3 separate regions of the Mus musculus genome follow, and regions 2 and 3 are each linked to region 1. The links are chromatin contacts, called in public Hi-C and HiChIP or PLAC-seq maps. All regions are on one chromosome and are shown on one strand. The core of a region is the stretch at or near the end of the contact, and the rest is flanking DNA. Distances in the headings are between cores, read along the strand shown.

Region 1 (2,714 bases), core at 183-2,682:
AAGCTGGGCGCCCGCCCGCTACGGTCCTGGTGGGCGCTGGATGCCGGACCGAGGAGGAGGGCAGCGAGCATCAGTGTGTGTGTGTGTCTTTCTTCAACCATTTACCGAGGAGCGCCGTGGAGGTGGCAGCGACTGCTTCGGTCAACTGTGGCTCCCCCGCCTCTTTTTTTTTTCCTCTGGTCCTTGATTCTTCTTCTTCCCCAACCCCACGTCCAAGGAGAGCTGGACCCCTATCGGCATCTCTATCTTTTCTAGGCCGCCTAGGTACCCGCTGCTGCCTCTCCGGCCAGGGGCTGCGCAGGTGCGGTTGCCTTAGCCCACTGGCCGCGCTCCCGCTTCTTGCCACCCGTAGCTGGGACTGGAGCGGCGATCTACTCGCCCAGACTGACTCCGAAAGAGCGACAGCCTGTGCCCTGCCGCACCGAGGCAACGGGCGAGCGGGTGTCCAGGGGCAAGGCGGGGGTGATGGGTAGGACGAGGGATCGGAGACTGTGAACCTCGGAAAAGTTCAAGGTTTGTGTAGGTTCCCCCGGGAAAGCGAGGAGAGGTGTGAGGCGGGGCAAGGTACCCCTGTGCTGAGACAGCGACACCCTACCGGAGAGGAAAGAAAAGGGTAGCCGGTGCTGCCGAGGGCTGACCACCCCATCTCTCATCCTACAACGCTTACGGGCTGGATACTGGAGGAGACGCTCTGGGAAGAAACGGCTCGAGCTGGGGCGCCTTAGCTGGCGCTTCCGCTCCTTCGCTTCTCCTAGCTTCATCTCCATGGGGCAGCGAGTGCCTAGAGCTCCACCCTTGCTCCAGCCACCGAACCCCAGCCTGGCCAGGCGGCGCCGAGTTGGCCTGTGCTAGCGCAGACCCCGGTCGAGACTGGAGAGAGTGCTGGAGTCCAAGACCGAGCACTGCGAAGGGACAAACATCTGGTCCCCCACCTCAGACGTTTCGTCTGGGCGTCGCCTAGGGTGGTGGCGACCCGCGTCGCCTGTCTCATCCCTGCAAGGAAACTTTTCCTTCCCCGGATGGATTAAAGTTGCCTGGATTTTCTCTCTTTGCGAAAGAAATCATCCGTTTCCTCCCGACCTGGGATTTTCCCTACTGCTGCAGGGCGCTTGGGAGAGGAAGAAAGCCGCGCTGTGCATGTGGGGTTACCACCGAAACCGAGGCGATTCGAGTTCGCGTTGGGGTTCTGTACCTACGAGCGAGTACGGATCTGAGCGGCGCGGCGAGGCCAGGGGCTTCGGCACGCGGCCCTCGGCAGCCACCGGGACGTTGGTGGCCACCGGGCCCTGGGACCGCACGTGCGGCTCCCCCCTCTCCTCGCAGATCCTGCAGGGGGCACCAGCCCGGGGAGGTGGAGACTCCTCCCGCCCCGAGCTGCGCCCCCGCCGGCTCCGAGGGTGTAGCCGGTGGTGCCCGGGACGCCCCTCCCCTCAAAGTGTCCCCGAATTGCGCTTTCTGGCCCCCGAAGCCTCAACAGACACAGCTGGGCGCCAGTGAGTTGGAGGCGACCGAGCCCAGCCTGAGACCAATTCGCCGTGGATCTCTACACCCTCGGACCCCTCCTGCCCCCGCTTCGGCCATGGCCCCAGGGATGTCGGGCCGCCGCGGCGCCGCCCTACTCTGCCTCTCTGTGCTGCTCGCCCACGGTAAGTGTCGCGGCGCAGACTCGGGGTGAAGATGCGGCGGGCGCCCCTGGAGGGGGCGCAGAGAGAACCGAAGGAAGGAGCACCTCATCCCAGTGTTCCCCTGGACTCTCCGCCGTCGCTACCAGCACGGTTCCCGGCTGCAGCGGGAGTCCGCTGAGGGGACCGAGGTCGGTCCAGGGGAGATTGGGGCGGGGGGGGGGTAGATTCCTCGGTCTCAGAGTTAGAATTCAGGGAAAAACCCGAGACCCTGGGGGCGTGTCAGCTCACGGATATCTAGAGGGGTGCGAGAGATCAGCTAGGTCGAGTCTCGGGTACCCGGCCGCAGCTCCCCATGCAGCGCGAGGGGCTGGGGACCACTGGGACCGGCGAGATCGCGGCTTCCGGGCCCGGCGCGCAGGCGGGTGCGGGCCGTGCCGCCGGCTGTCTGGCTTCCTGCGGCGGGCCTAGGACAGGGACGCGCACGGTTGGGGCCCGGGAGGCTTGTGAGCAGCATCTCAATGGCCGGCCGGCTCGCAGAGCAAGTCGGGCGGGGGTCTGGGCAGCGGGCGCGGGCCGGGAGACTGGCGGCGCGCGAAGGCAGCGGGGCCGCGCTCCAGCGTTCTGCAATCTGTTGCGTCTGCTCCCCAGGCTCGCCCTGGGCTCTGGGCTCTGCCGGAAAGGGGTGACGGAGGGAGGAACCCGGGGATGGTGCGCCCCAGCAGTGAGATGGGGGATATGAAGGTTGGAGGCAGGGGGTAGTAGGACAACCTCCCCCACCCAGAGTGGGAACTCAAGATGAGCCAGGAGGGCGCTGCGGCGGGCTTCCGCAAGCTGGAGATGCTCCAGGAGGAGAGGGGCGCAAACCTAAACGAGAGAAAGGGAGCTGTGGAAGCAAGGGGGCAGGGGCGGCGGGGAAGCGGCCCTCTGCTGCGCCCAAGTGAAACCAGCTGACCCGGGACAATTCCCCAACCAGCAAAGGACTAGCTAGGGATATAAGACTCTGATGCCCCACTCCCGAGAGGGTGAGCCAAGGACAGAATTGGAGAAGGCCTTAGTGGAGCGAGCCATCTGGATGTTTGAGAGAACCGT
Region 2 (2,700 bases), core at 133-2,632, 91 kb before region 1:
AACAACAAACAGAGCCCAATCCAGAATCCCAGACCACCCTGTCCTCTCCATCCTCCATCCTGTAGCAGGACCATCCACCTTGCCACTGATCCACGCCAGGCTAGAGTCCTCCAGCCTGCTCCTCAACACAGTCCCAGAGGCAGGAAGGCTACCCAGGGTCTCCCATTCATATAACAAGTTCTCAGTTCCACATATCCACATCTGTCCTCTGAGAACTGCTGCTCCGTACACAGAAGTTCAGAACAGATCAAAGTAGGAAGGAGAAGCCTGGGCGAGGAGAAGGCTCTAGAAATGGGGACTTGGGAGGGGAGGAAAAGGAATCCATTCTTAGCAGAAGGCTGGAGCAGCTGCATAAGTGGCTCTGTAATGAATAAGTGATGGCAGCCACCACCAATGTTTCCACAGGGCTGCCCAGCTAGGGCAGCAAAGGGCACTAAGTGAGAAGGCTTATCAGAGACCCAGCATCTTCAGGTCCCACTCACATACAGCACTTATGCATTCTTAATGGGCCTTGGGGTGGCAGGCTAACCTGAGGAGCTCAGGGTGTGCCCAGAGCTGGAAGGCTGAGGTCCTGGGTTCCCAGCAGTGCTGATTCTGGGGGAGGGTCCTGAGCTTAGATGTCATGGCACCCCTACCCAGGCATGGCCAGACTGGGACAGAAGCAGCCTGGGCCCTGAAATTCTTGTTCATTCTCTTAGCATGGCTTTTAGTTCCCAAGACATCAGTTTACCTCCTGGAATTAAGAAAGCCATGATCAGTTGGCTTCTGAGACTCTGGGGCTGACAGGTGTGCCCCAGTAGCTGAAGAAGAGACCAAAACTGCAAGTCCCCCATGGACCAACTGCATTCCCCGCATCTTTCAGGGGGAGACACAGAGAGGAAGACACCTGAGTTTTTTCAAAGTACCTGTGACCTGTGCCCTCCACCCCTCTGTGCCCTATCAACATGCAAGGCTCTGCAGACCAGAAAGGAAGGCTCTGCTTTCAGAAGCAGGAAAGGATCCAGGTCCTGGGGACCTAGAATACACTAGGCTTGTATGTGGCTAGCCAGTTTTGTGACTTTCAGGGTGGCCCTGTACTCTTTAACATTCCTGAATTAACTACTTTTTCTGTTGTTGTTACAAAACACCTAACAAAAGCAGTTTCAGGAAGGAAGGGTGTTTTTGGGCTCACCGGTGGACTAATTAGTTCACCCTAGGTGGGGAGGCAGCCGGCAGGAGTATGGCTGGGTTACATTGTATCTGCTATAAGGATACAGAGAAGTGAAAACTGGCTCTGAGCTTACCCCTCCTTTTATTCCAGTCCAGGTCCCTAGACCCTGGGACGGTGCCTCCCACATTCAGGGTGGGTCTTCCCCTCCTCAGGCCTTTTTTTTTTTTTTTTTTTTTTTTTTTTGGAAACTTCCTCATAGACACACCCAGAGGTGTGCTTACAGTGCTTAGTCATTCCATGTCAGTAAAGTTGTAGAGAAACTAGTTTAGGCCCCAGCTATCATCAGGGATCAAACACCAGTGAGCAGTCCGCATGGCCATCTTCAAGATACAAAATCCCCAAACATCTGATTCCAGACTAGCTGAGCCACCAGCTCCCATAAGAGACAGAAAGGGGACTTTTGCTGGGGCCCCTAATGCCCTCTATGTAAGCAGAGATTCATGGCGTCTGTACTCCTGCAGTGTTTTGAGTCTAGAGCTGGAAACAAAATGGCGGGTCCTCAAGAAAACAAAAGACAGAATTATCATGTGGTTCAGAGGGTCCTGGGCATGCACAGGAAGAAACAGAAAACAGGGACTCCAATTGGCATATATGTGCAACCACAGTGACACAGTATGACTCCAGAAGTCAAGTATAGAAGCCATTCAGGTGTCCCCTGCTGGCTGAGCAATAACAAATTAAAGAAGTGATTGGTGTTCAGAGGTGTATCCTTGCCTTTCATAGGGAAGGAAATTCTGATGCCCCAAGTGGGCAAGAAACTTTAAGACCTTATGATGAGTGAAACAAGACAGCCACATAAGGCTAATGCTCCCTGATTTCAGCCATGTAGGGTACCTAGAGTGACCAGGAACATAGCAACAGAAAGCAGATCTGAGGTGGCCATAGTGTGGAAGCACAGGGATTTGGGGAGATGTTATTAAGTAGAGAATTCCCGATATCCATATTCCCCCTCCCCTCTCATTTTGTTGCTGTTCTACTCTATTTTTGTTTTGTTTTGAGATTGCATCTCCCTGTGCAACCCAGGCTGGCCCCAAATTCATGATCCTCTTGCCTCAGCCTCCTGAGTGTTGTGATTGTAGCTTTGTATTACTATAACTGGATTACACAATTTTTAGGTCATGGTCTACAATAAAATTTGCTATTTTAACCATTTTAAATGTTAGCTTTAGTAGTGTTAAATATAGTCATGTAACCGTGCAAAAACAATCTCAGAAACTTTTAATCTGACAAAACTGTAACTCTGCCTAAATATGGTGGAACATGCCTGTGTGCACTTGGGAGACTGAAGCAGAAAGACTGAGAGTTCAGGGCTGTGTGTTGATCTATTGTCAATAATAGTAGTAGTAGTAGTAGTAGTAGTAGTAGTAGTAGTAGTAGTAGTTATAATGCCTATTGACAGGAGCTCCGAGGAGTCTGCCTAAACTTGCAATCCATATGCATTCCTTAAGATTAATTGAAAGTCTAGAAAGACTGCTCAGCGGTTAAAAGGA
Region 3 (2,700 bases), core at 137-2,636, 110 kb before region 1:
ATGTGCCTCTTCCATGGTTGCCATGGGTACTAGCCCTCCTCCTCCTCCTCTAGGAGCCTCCATGGCAGACACCTCAGCTTATAATCAGGGATGCTGGCTAGTTTCTCAGTTTGGGGGGGGGGGGTGTGGTACTCAGCCATCCCCCTGAGGTAAAGGAGACCTGGACTGACCCTGTCTCTAAGGGGATGACCCAGCTGTCAAGACTCTGTGTGTGCAAATGTTCCATCCCCTGTACATGTGTGCTCCCGCCTGTCAGTCTCTTGCTCTCATTTGTCACCTCTCTGTCACTCACATCATAAAATGGAGCCCAGGTGCGAGAGAATCAGCTGCACTCAGGAGACAGGAAGGCATGTTGAGTAAGACTGACAGAAAGACAGGAAGTCAGGCAGGCTTTGCAGAAAAGCAGGCAGCAGGCAGCTAACAAGCCTTACAGTCTTTCCCCAGGACAGATAGACAGACAGTTGTGAGAGATACACAGAGCCAGACAGTGAACAAACAGGTGATAGACAATCCTGTCACCTCTGCTCAAGAAGATAGCCTGGTGAAGACCTAGGCAACCCTCCTGGCTGCTGAGCCCTGCATAACCGAGGGATTTCCAAGGAAAGCCTGAGGTTCTGGGATTGAAGGCATCTAGTCACTCCCAGCATGCCTCACTCCTCCTAAATACTCCATGTGATCACAAGGTAGCTCCCCAGCTGCAGCCCCTGTGAACCACCCACTGCAAGCCAAGAAAGGACCAGAAAGGGAGTTCACACAGGCTTTCACAGATTAACCACCAGCCTTCATCATGCACAGCCTTCAAGGGCTCGGGCATGATGGGATATCATTCGTTATCGTCAGCCCATTTGTGAGAAAGGAATGACAGAGAAGGGAATTGACTTATCCAAGACTCTGGAGCTTTCTAAGGGGCAGTGATGTGACTTGAATGCTGATCAAGAGTTGACATTCTTCTCTCCATCCCCAGCACTGTTTCCAGAGGACACCCAGACCTCATTTGGCTTCGTGAACTCAAATTCCCTGTGTTTCCTCAGGAGAATGAGGTAGTCATGAGAAGACTACATGATTTATGTCCTGAAGGAAGTTCCCACAGGAGGAGGCAGTGAGTCGGTCCAGAAATAGCAGATGATGTCAGCCAGGGCATTCCTCCCACCCCACCCCACCCCCCGGGCCCTTGGCACCATCCTCTCACAGGACCATCATCAGAATTGAGGTACCAACAATCACAGAGATTAGGCATGCCCTTTCCTGGCTTGGCCTGCTCACACGTCATCCCTGAGGTTCAGGGAACACCTGTCTGTTTGACCAGCTCCCTCATCATCATGTACAGAGCCTCCCTTGCCAAGCCTGGGAAGAGCGCCTCAGGAGGCAATGCTGTATTCCAGACACGTGGGGACCCTGTCCATCATCATCTAGGGCCCTGTGCTTTCCTAAGCGATCTGTTCTTGGTCTCCTGGCACGTCACATTGCTCTTCCAAAACTGCTTCTTGTCTTCCCAGTGCCTAGTCTCCTCATTCAGTTTGGTTAATTACAGCCTCACTTCTGGCACATACTGAGTGCTGGACACTGGAGCCCTTAGGCCTATTGCCTGACCTTGATCTAGATTCTCTCTCCATGTAGGCTGCTTTATGTCTAGAAGAAAGGCAGCCATAGGCGGGCATAAGAAGGCATTCTGAGCACCTCTGTCTCCATGTTCAGGGGGTTTCACAGAGTAGGCTATAAGGAAAATAACACAAAGGAAATGATCAAACATTAGAAAGCAGGGCCTTAGGCCTTGTGAAGAGTTGGTTATTAGACATTTATCGGTACAACTCTGGATAAGGGATTTGTATAACTGAGTTTGGCCACAGAACTCGGCACTTCAGTGTGATGGCAGGCTTTCTATCTCCCAGCATATGAGGGACAGGCAGACACAATGGCCTGCCCCCATGCTGCAGAGGCATACGTTAATGAAGGTTAGTGGGTTAAAAACAGACCAAGGATTGGGCTTTGAGGCCTGTGACACTCTGTGGGCTGAAAAAGACTTTTCGCCCTTGCCAAGCTGCCTTCCGAGCAAATGGTGTAAGTCTCAGAAGTGGGAAAATCAGCGGCTGGGGAGATGGTCCTGTCAGTAAACACCTGCCTTGCAAGCAGGAGGAACCGAGTTCAGATCACCAGAACCCACATAAAAGCGAGGCACATAGGGGAGGAGGAGAGATGGTTCTGGAAGCTTGATGGTAGGACAGGCTGGTCAAACTGTCACACTCTGGGAGATACCTGATGACATCTATGTAGTACACTGCAGAGAGAGAGAGATGGAGACAGAGACAGACAGAGACAAAGAGAGACAGACAGACAGAGAGACAGAGACAGACAGACAGAGACAGACAGACAGACAGACAGAGACAGAGGGAAGCAGAGCACTTGGCCGGAACAGTAAAGAACCAGCCAGAATGTGAGGACCCTCTTCCATTCACCAACAGTAGCAGGGAGGGACAGTGGGAAGGCTTGTCTCTGCCACTCCCTGTCAAAGTTGTTAGTATGCCCTGAGATACAAAGGCAAAAGAGAAAAGGGGGGGAGGGGTGCTGTGATCCAAGTGGGACTGAGAGGCTCTGAAGAGCTGCCCACAGTTTTGCCCAAACGCAGGGCCCAGCCCCTCCTGGGGAGTGGCAGTGGACAAACCATTGAGTGGATTAAGGAAGATGGACACCTACGCTTCCAGA

What was found. Hi-C and Micro-C count contacts between places; a contact is called where the count stands out from the background. HiChIP or PLAC-seq counts read pairs in DNA pulled down with a chosen protein or histone mark.
Region 2: a contact with region 1 is called in an H3K27ac HiChIP or PLAC-seq map of embryonic stem cells, with 5 read pairs. The contact joins the enhancer-like site here to the promoter of Tmem132e in region 1. A contact is called at or near these places in 2 of 484 Hi-C or Micro-C datasets (nephron progenitors and pancreatic cancer cells), 4 of 115 datasets of contacts at active chromatin or transcription factors (embryonic hindbrain, embryonic stem cells, forebrain and 1 more) and 3 of 9 other capture datasets (adipose tissue, liver and pancreatic islet).
Region 3: a contact with region 1 is called in a Hi-C map of cerebral cortex, with 2.8 times the contacts expected there. The contact joins the enhancer-like site here to the promoter of Tmem132e in region 1. A contact is called at or near these places in 1 of 39 promoter capture datasets (hippocampal neurons), 1 of 15 datasets of contacts at CTCF or cohesin (large pre-B cells), 3 of 484 Hi-C or Micro-C datasets (cerebral cortex, immediate neuronal precursor and nephron progenitors), 11 of 115 datasets of contacts at active chromatin or transcription factors (the 230-238 cell line, SST interneurons, embryonic forebrain and 8 more) and 2 of 9 other capture datasets (adipose tissue and pancreatic islet).

Annotation. Positions count from the first base shown.
Region 1 is chr11:82,387,468-82,390,181 of GRCm38.p6, forward strand. Tmem132e (transmembrane protein 132E) reads left to right here and starts at 1,433. Exons shown (of 9, transcript NM_001304439.1): 1 at 1,433-1,646. The coding sequence starts at 1,580.
Region 2 is chr11:82,296,734-82,299,433 of GRCm38.p6, forward strand. No RefSeq gene overlaps it. Among named protein-coding and RNA genes, the nearest start is that of Gm38577, 89 kb to the right of the region's middle. Within about 2 kb of position 1,383, at least 6 of the 459 cell types and tissues checked have an H3K27ac peak or open chromatin away from gene starts, as enhancers often do. A contact at or near this core is called in embryonic stem cells, where this site is marked.
Region 3 is chr11:82,273,220-82,275,919 of GRCm38.p6, forward strand. No RefSeq gene overlaps it. Among named protein-coding and RNA genes, the nearest start is that of Ccl1, 95 kb to the left of the region's middle. Within about 2 kb of position 1,387, at least 9 of the 459 cell types and tissues checked have an H3K27ac peak or open chromatin away from gene starts, as enhancers often do. A contact at or near this core is called in cerebral cortex and oligodendrocyte precursor cells, where this site is marked.